Linked DNA regions of Danio rerio: region 2 is linked to region 1. Evidence: chromatin contacts called from public Hi-C data. All regions are on one chromosome and are shown on one strand. The core of a region is the stretch at or near the end of the contact, and the rest is flanking DNA. Distances in the headings are between cores, read along the strand shown. Region 1 holds the start of odad4 (outer dynein arm docking complex subunit 4). Region 2 overlaps aclya (ATP citrate lyase a).

Evidence for each region. A called contact is a pair of places that touch in the nucleus more often than the background predicts.
Region 2: a contact with region 1 is called in a Hi-C map of embryo, with 2.6 times the contacts expected there. The contact joins the enhancer-like site here to the promoter of odad4 in region 1. A contact is called at or near these places in 5 of 18 Hi-C or Micro-C datasets (caudal fin, embryo, hematopoietic stem cells and 1 more) and 1 of 4 datasets of contacts at active chromatin or transcription factors (caudal fin).

The regions. Positions count from the first base shown.
Region 1 is chr3:16,691,076-16,695,608 of GRCz12tu, forward strand. It overlaps odad4 (outer dynein arm docking complex subunit 4), which reads left to right and starts at 1,820. Exons shown (of 12, transcript NM_200316.1): 1 at 1,820-2,054; 2 at 2,160-2,291. The coding sequence starts at 1,938. dnajc7 (DnaJ (Hsp40) homolog, subfamily C, member 7) reads left to right here. Exons shown (of 15, transcript NM_213290.1): 15 at 1-394.
Region 2 is chr3:16,784,945-16,789,477 of GRCz12tu, forward strand. aclya (ATP citrate lyase a) reads left to right here. Exons shown (of 29, transcript NM_001002649.2): 25 at 759-872; 26 at 1,821-1,903; 27 at 2,233-2,309; 28 at 3,546-3,734; 29 at 3,981-4,533. The coding sequence ends at 3,640. Among named protein-coding and RNA genes, the nearest start is that of si:ch73-141c7.1, 22 kb to the right of the region's middle. Within about 2 kb of position 2,422, at least 7 of the 62 cell types and tissues checked have an H3K27ac peak or open chromatin away from gene starts, as enhancers often do.

The sequences.
Region 1 (4,533 bases), core at 570-3,069:
CGCGTCTGTTTGTCTGTGTGTGGATGTAAGTAAACTGCAGGCATGATCAGTGAGCCATGTTTGGTGATCTCTACTGTTTTAACTAAGTGTTCCTCCACGTTGGATGCTGCAGATTTGTCGCGCTCCACCATTCTCTTGCTGTATTTGACCTGGCCGTGTAGTTCGTTCAGAAAACGTAAATTCGTCTGGAATATGTTCACGTTGCTCATCTTGAAAGATCTTCAGTGTATTCAAAAGATAATGTCCATGCTGACTTGGCTCACGCCGCTGGAACAGTCTCGACTATGGACCGTTTTTAAAGAAAAAAAGCCATGTAAATAAAGTAAGCCTCTTTCTGTTTTCCCCTTCACCACATGCTTAACTTTTATGTCTCCAATACATTTTTAAAAAGATATATAAATATTTTTTGTCTTCAATTTTGCTAGCTATAGCATTGTTATTTGTACACATTTTAGCAAATAAATGTGGTTTATTAAGTATTGAATGTAGTTTTAAATTTAATGTATTCCTGTGGTTCAATGCTGAATTTTTATTACTTCTAAAATCATTATATGATTATTTGCATTTCTATTATGATCAGATATTAGTACAAAATCACTAACAACTCAAATCACACGTAAAAAATATGTAATTGTTAAAAGAGAAAGACTTACTGTATGGGAGTTGGATTATCACAGAAAAAAATATATATAAATTTAAAATGGTAATTACATAATGTATTTTTAACAATATCTATTATATAAATGCATTTATTTTTGTGCAAATACTTGTTTTAAGCGTCATGAATTAACATAACATGACACTAAAACTGCCAGCTGTCTTAATTGATTCATTCATCATTCAAATGATTCATTCAAAAAGGCTGGTTCATTAAATAGTGACTGGCTGTGTGCTGGAAAATGTTCGTCTCGACACTGAAGACTTTGTATCATGCTTTTAAATCACAGGAATTGATTAAACTTGAGCTGCATTAAATAAAAATACTTAATACAATTGAATTTTGCTGTATGTTTGAATAAATGCAGCCTTTGTGAGCAGAATAACCACATTATAACTAATTCTAAGATATTACAGATTCTAAATTTTTTTTTTGGTCATGTATATTTTTAAACATGCAAATGTCTAAGACAAAGTGTGTGTAAAGAAACATTTACAGAATGAAATGTCAAACATTTTGAAGATATTTTAAACAAAAAACATCCTTTTTAGAGTGTATCATTACACTAAAACCCAACAGTCAACTTTATCAAGTGAAATGAGTTTAAAATTGATTTGAGTAAAGCACATAAGCACTGTAAAACCCGGTAGTTAACTCCAAATGTACTGAAAGTTAATTCTACTCATTTGAAAACAGTTTTAAACTCAATGTTTAAGGTAACGAGTTTAATAAATACCTCATTAATTCAACTTAAATGGAGTAAGTCCACAGTATAGATAATTTTTAACTCAAATTGTTTGTTGCAATTGGTTTCCTCACGGTTTTGAGTTGCCTTCTAAATGGTTTTTACAGTAATAATGTGCTTCAGTGCTTCGTTTACTCAAATGGATTAAGTTCACAGTACTCATTAGGGTTAGTTTTTGGATTGAGATGGTTTGTTATAATCCACAAATGGTTCAAGTAACCTTACATTTTTGGATTTTACAGTGTAGTATGATTGTATACAGTATGTATAGTGTAAAACAAAAGAGTAAGGTGTATAAATGGTCTAAAAGAGTATAAAAAAGTATAAATGAAACGTTTTCTGAGGTAAATTTGCACATTTAGGGTGAAATGGCGTGCTGTGTGTTGGCATGTCAATCAAAGTTCCTCTCACAGTTCATTGGTCCCACTGTGTTTTGTTAGTCACGTTGCTAGGATACACCAGACAGGACTGCAACCTCACGTATAGATGTGTACTGAAACGTTTTGACATAATTTTGCCTAAAATACGATTAAAATGTTCGATAACGAGGAAGGACAAGGCCCGAAAAGCACCTTCACCACCTACATGGCTGAAGGAGACCAGCTGTTCCAGAGAGGAGAGTATGTCAAAGCCGTCGAGAGCTTTACTACGGTAAGCCAACTCATGCAGGCTTTATGTGAAACGCACATCTGAAAATATGGTGTGTCTAAATTTGTTTTATTTTACAATAAATACGTGCTGTCTGTTATCCACCAGGCTTTAACTTTGCAACCGGATGATAAGAACTGTTTAGTTTCCAGATCCAGGTGTTATGTTAAACTCGGAGACGCAGAAAACGCGCTGAAAGACGCCGAGAGCTCACTTAAAGACAACAAAAACTACTTCAAGGTGTGTTTATTTGCAGTACTGGCTTATTTTCCTCTCGTTTTTGCTCTGAAATGCATTTTTCAGTAAAGTTACCGTTGATATGTATCTGTGTAGTAAGGCATTTGCCCTGAAGAGGGCGTACTTGTATAATCTGATTCGATCGTTCTCTGGATATCTGATAAGTAATTTGAATTCCATGTATAGCCCACTTTTTAATATAAACAACAGCAACAGCGATTATATTTTATAAATAAAATTATAAAAAGACATTATACAAGAAATAAAATCCAAGTTTACAATTTACATTTTTGATATGAGCTATACAAGCAGAAAGTTACTTTAGAAAGTAATGCATTACAATATTGAGTTACTCCCCAAAAAGTAACTAGTTGTGTTACTTAGTAACTTTATATGGTAATAATGCATTACGTTACTTTTGAGTAAAATTTGCCCTACTTTTTATTACCTGGCTGAGGCTTCAGAACTTGTTTTTTTTCTGTTTATTTCTTTCTTTTTTAAATAGAGGAGTTCTGCAATTAAAACACATGGTATAACCTAGACCTACATTTACCTTTAAAAACCACATCCAAAAAATATACAAGCAGTGATTAACATAAGAGTACACCCCTCACAAATCTATCTTTTAAATTCATATTTTAATAGGAAGCTATACAATATTATATTTAAATATACAATAGATTATTCAGTACTGAAGCCAAATCTGAAGCTTATCTATCAAAATAACTTACTACAACTGTCCAAAAACCAGTACACCCAAATTTATCTGTAATAAAAAAATTAAGTTTGTTGTTTTGTAGGTTGTAATTTTTTTTTTACAGCTTGAATTGAATTGAATTATCTTTCTATTTCTAAAGATGATCGGTAACTAAAATATTATTTCAGTAAATATATCTGTTTAAACTTTTAATTCCTCAAAGGTGCCCTGATTTCTCAAACTGCAATTTAAAGGCTTAACTAGGTACAATTATGTAATTTAGGATAATTATGAATAATAGGATAACACTGGTTTGTTCTGTAGCCAATTGAAAGAAGGATATTTTAAGGGGGTTAATAATATTAAAAGTTAAGTAACTATCAGACACAAATATTTAAAACACTAAATGATGCATTTAATTTAGAAATAAAACCTAGTGTTTTATTTCTAAATTATTTTTGGTGTACCAGAATACGTTGACAAACAGGGAAAAAATGTTGGCAACTTATGATGAAATGGCAACCTATGATTTTGGCAACCCACATAAGTAAGACTCTCTCGTCTTTAACTGATCTGTGCAAACAGGTTTAAATGTGATAACCAATATTGTTTGGTGTCATATTTATGCAGAAGACCACTATAAATATGTCAGATTGTTGATTTGTTTATTCCATTTTGCTCTACTATACACACTCACTGGCCACTTATTGGGTACATCTGTCCTGGTCTGAGTATTTGAGAAACTACTGATCTACTGGGATTTTCACACCATCTCTAGGGTTTTCAAAGAATGGTCAGAAAAAGAGAAAATATCCAGTGAGCGGCAGTTCTGTGGGCGCAAATGCCTTGTTGATGCCAGAGGTCAGAGGAGAATGGCCAGACTGGTTCCAGCTGATAGAATGGCAACAGTAACTCAAATTACCACTTGTTACAGCCGAGGTATTGTGGTAAATATTGACTTCTCATTAATTACAAATTATCAGACCGGAGGTTTTGAATATCAGAAAATAGACTTTATTCTCCATAATAAAGCCGAGAAAGAGCAGAGCAGACCCCAGAGCATTCTGAAGTCTCTCCTGCACCTTCTAAAGTTTCAGTGTGTTTGTTACAATTTTTATACAGGATTATTTGACACACCCCTAAGTCTCTTTTTAACTCTTGACCATTTTTGAATAGGTTTCTAGTCTAAGGGGTCCTGCTATTCTTGGCTCTCAGCCCACTAGCTCATGTCAGCAGAGATGTTACAGGTCTATGTCAGCAAAGTATAGATGCAACTTATGCAAAGGAACTAAGTGTTTACATACATTGTTATGATAGGATAATAACTTGATAATATATTACTCATTCTAACTTCTGACACATATAGCTTTATAGAAGTATTTAACATATATGATCAGTGCTTTACATATTCAGTTATTCTACACAATCAGTCACTCAGCCTTCTCCTAGTGTTGCTCCTGTGCAGGCATACTCATCTTACACAGACATATCACTGTATTTTTAACACAGGCTGGCATGTTTGCTGCAAACACTACATACATTTTGAGA
Region 2 (4,533 bases), core at 1,172-3,671, 94 kb after region 1:
ATTCATAAAAGATTAGAACTGCTTGAGTGTGAGTAAATGATCGCATGAGGACAATCTTCATTTTGGGGTGAACTATCCCTTTTAATTGAGGTGTGTAACATTGTCTTTGAATTTAAAACTGTTAAAGTCTATTTAAATATGAGATCTACACGCTCTTTGTGTATGAATGACTTGATGAATGAATGATAATTCATATGTTTTGGGGGTTTTTTGTTGATAAGTTTATTTTAACTATAAAGTTTCGGACAATTGGAGGGGAAAAAAATTCATAAGGCCTTAATAAATAACGCAAGCAGGTGATTTTTACACTGCTCTTTCAATTTCATAGTTAAAATAAACTTAACTTTGACTTGTAATCAAACATCAGTATACCAAATTAGGTAAAATATTTTGAGAACATGTCAAGCGTAAAAAACTCAAAACAGTTCTGATAGTGTTTGAAAACACGAGGGTTCCTAATGTTTTGAATTTGTTAAACTATTAATACATTGTTGTTATATGTTAATATTGTTTTATAATTTTGCCGTATTTAGTATGTTTGTTTTATGAAAATTGAAAAATATATTAATGTAAACATAAAATAGAATACGCTGAAAAATGCATACATTTTAAACATTGTTTAATTGCAAACCAGTAAAAATCACTTCTAAATTAGTTTGGGCCTTATAAATATTACAAGTAGGTGACTTTTAGACTGCTTTTTCCCTTGTTGTTTGCTTGCTTCATTGATTTTTTTTTTATTCATAAATTTTCTTCAGATTAATAATCCTGATATGCGAGTGCAGATCCTCAAAGACTTTGTGAAGCAGCATTTCCCTGCCACCCAGCTGCTGGACTATGCTCTGGAAGTGGAGAAGATCACCACCTCAAAGGTACAAACGTTCATGTGGGTCTGTGTTTCTGTTTATATATCCCAGGTGATGCAATTACAAGCAGAGAGCATCACATACAGGTGTTAACAGCCACATCACAGGTGTAGCGTGAACTATTAAGTGTCCTGATGATCATTCTCGGACAACAGTAGAGAACTGTCTTACATCAACTTTGCTCTTTTCACACTAGAAGAAAAATGTAAAAGATAACAGATTGCCAATTGTCATATTACGTTGTTTAGCAACATGTATACCAGTGTTTCCCAACCCTGTTCCTGAAGGCACACCAACAGTACACCTTTTCAACCTCTCCCTAATCAAACTCATGAATTATTTCATCAGAGCATTAGAAGAGGCTCGGAAACCTGAAACGAATGGGTTAGATAAGGCAGACATCCAAAATATGTACTATTGGTGTGCCTCCAGGAACAGGGTTGGGAAACTCTGGGTTACACGTTGCTGAATACAGTAATAAGACTATTGGCAAGCTGTTATTTTTTTAATTTTTATAAGCATTTTCTACTGCTAGGGCACAGGTCACCAATCTCTTTCCTGGAGGTCCGGTGCCCTGCAGGGTTTAGCTTTAACTTGCCTCAACACACATGCCTGGGTGTTTCAAGTATACTTAGTAAGACCTTGAGTAGCTTGTTCAGATGTGTTTGATTAGGGTTTTAGCTTGAATCTGCAGGACACCGGCCCTCCAGAAAAAAGTTTGGTAATCCCTGTTCTAGTGTGTAAAGTTCTTGTTTGTAATATGCATGACAAGATCTTTATACGTTTGTTACATTGAATGACATTTTAGTTGATGTAAACATGGATGAGTCCATTTTATAACAATAAAAAGTTAACCTAATGTATGAATTTTAGTGTACACACAATAAACATTAAACCTGTTAAAGTTACATTATTATTCTAATTGTTTTTCGTTTAAATCAATCTTTCTCTCAGAAACCAAACCTGATTCTGAATGTTGATGGTTTCATTGGAGTATCGTTTGTGGATCTGCTGAGGACCTGCGGTGGCTTCACTCGGTCAGTAAAACACCAGTAAACTATTACTTAGTGCCAATAGAAATCTATCATACCCTGTGAAAATGTACACATTTACTCACTTTATACATTGCTTTCAAAAGGCCTTCGGGATAAAGTAGTAGAAAGGCACAAGTCGGAAGGCTGCAAAAACATCAAAAGCTGGAAAAGTTATGTGGAGTGTGATTTGATTTCAGGCTGTATGACAATGAAGTCATTATTTCAAAGGGGTGTGATGATTCTCTATAGGTTTTCTATAATGTTCTATTCTGTATATGCGGTTTACAATGTAATGAATTGACATAAAAAAATCTTTATTTTTAATGTGTTAGTGACGAAGCGGATGAGTTTGTGGAGATCGGAGCACTGAATGGCATCTTCGTGTTGGGACGCAGCATGGGATTCATAGGTGAGTGTGTTTGTCTGTGTGCGTGTGTATCTGTGTGCTTGCATGCATGTCTGTGCGCGTGCGTTTCCGTGTGCGTGAGTGAATGCACATGTGCACGAGTGTTGTTACTTGAGCGAGCGTGTGTGTGTGAGGGCATGTGTTTGTGCGCGAGTGTTCGTGAGGATTCTTGCGTTAGCATGCGTGAGTGTGTGTGCGCGCGAGTGTTCATGCATGACCGACCATAGTCGTTGGAGTTTGTGAGGGTTCGTGCGCGAGTGTTAAGAATTCTTGCATGAGCATGCGTGCAAGTGTTCGTGCGAGAGAGTTCGTGTGAGTGTTTGTGCACAAGTGTTCCTGAGGATTCTTGCGTTTGCATGCGAGAGAGTTCGTATGTGAGTGTTCGTGCGCAAGTGTTCGTGAGGATTATTGCGTGAGCATGCGTGAGTGTGTGCGAGTGTTTGTGCGTGAACGAGCATGGTCATGTGACTGTGCACGTGTGTTCGTGCTTGAATGTTTGTGTGCGAGTGTTCTTGAGGATACTTGCGTGGGTGTGCGCGCGCGAGTGCTCGTGCATGTTCATGAGGATTCTTACATGAGTGTGTGTGCGAGTGTTCGTGCGTGAACGAGTATAGGTGTCTGAGTGTTCCTGCGCAAATGTTCGTGCATGAGTGGTCGTGAAGATTCTTGCGTGAGTGTGTGTGTGCGAGTTTTTGTGCATGAACGAGCATAGGCGTCTGAGTGTTAGTGAGGATTCTTGTGTGTATGCGTGAGTGTGTGTGTGTGCGAGTGTTCATGTGTGAACAAGCATGGTCGTGTGAGTGTGAGTGCGTGAGAACATGCAAGAATGCTCAAGAGTGAGCGAACGAGTTTGCTTGAGCATGTGCGAATGTTCGTCCGTGAGTGTGCGCAAGCGTACGTGTTTGTGCGTGATTGTTTTTGAGCATTCTTACGTAACCGTGTGTGTGCGTGAGTATGTGAGTGTGCATGCGTGAGAGAGTGTTTGTGCGTGAGTGAGTATTAGTGTGTGTGTGTGTGTGTGTGTGTGTGTGTGTGCGAATGTGTGTGAGTGTTCGTATGTTAGCATGTGTGCATGAGCGAGCGAGCGTGAGTGCATGCGTCTGAGTGTTTGTGCGCGAGCAAGCGAGCATGAGCAAGTGAGTGTTCATGAGTGTCATCTTGTGTGAGCTTGTGTGTGAGTAAGTGATCCATATCTTATGAAATACCGTTATTTAAACAAGCTTGTATCTTTGTATGCAGGTCATTATCTGGACCAGAAGCGGCTGAAGCAGGGTTTGTACCGCCATCCTTGGGATGACATTTCCTACGTGCTTCCCGAACACATGACCATGTAACGACAGAATCCAGATCTCACTGAACCCATGAAGTCGAAACACTTTTTCTCTGTTGTGTGTGTGTGTGTGTGTGTGTGTGTGTGTGTGTGTGTGTGTGTGTGTGTGTGTGTGTGTGTGTGTGTGTGTGTGTGTGTGTGTGTGTGTGTGTGTGTGTGTGTGTGTGTGTGTGTGTGTGTGTGTGTGTGTGTGTGTGTGTGTGTGTGTGTGTGTGTGTGTGTGTGTGTGTGTGTGTGTGTGTGTGTGTGTGTGTGTGTGAGTGTGTGAGAGTGTGTGAGAGTGTGTGAGTGTGAGAGTGTGAGAGTGTGAGAGTGTGAGAGTGTGTGAGAGTGTGAGAGTGTGAGAGTGTAAATGTGGATCTGCACTTCTCCGGATGTGAGTGTGTTTGTGTGTGTCCTTTTTGGTTTAGTTTTTTCTCTGTTCTGAATGTTTGTGTTCTTGTGTAAAACAAACCTGAGTTACTGTCCCAATATAAACTGTAAATGTAACCTGACTGCCTGATGTTGATTGTGTTGCAATGGCATTTTAAAACTGTGAAATCATCCCAACACATTCCATATCTCCGTAGTACACATCATCTCGTATATATCTCTGCAAAATGTACATCTGCTTATGTCGGTGTGCCTACAAAAGGGAAATTATATTAGAAACCAAATCGCCTGGTTGCTGGAATATTCCCAGTGTATTATTATTATTATTATTATTAATGCTTTGTTTAAAACAGCCGTGACTGCAAACTAAACTTTTGAAAATCACCTAAAGAGTAACTTCAGTTTTCCCATAGCTATGTTTGTAATTTTTATTTGAGTGTTATTTTGAGTAATATTGTCTATTCTAATTAACACAGTGCAATATTTTAGTGCACTAGCGAGCAATAGCTTCATGTGTGTGTTTGT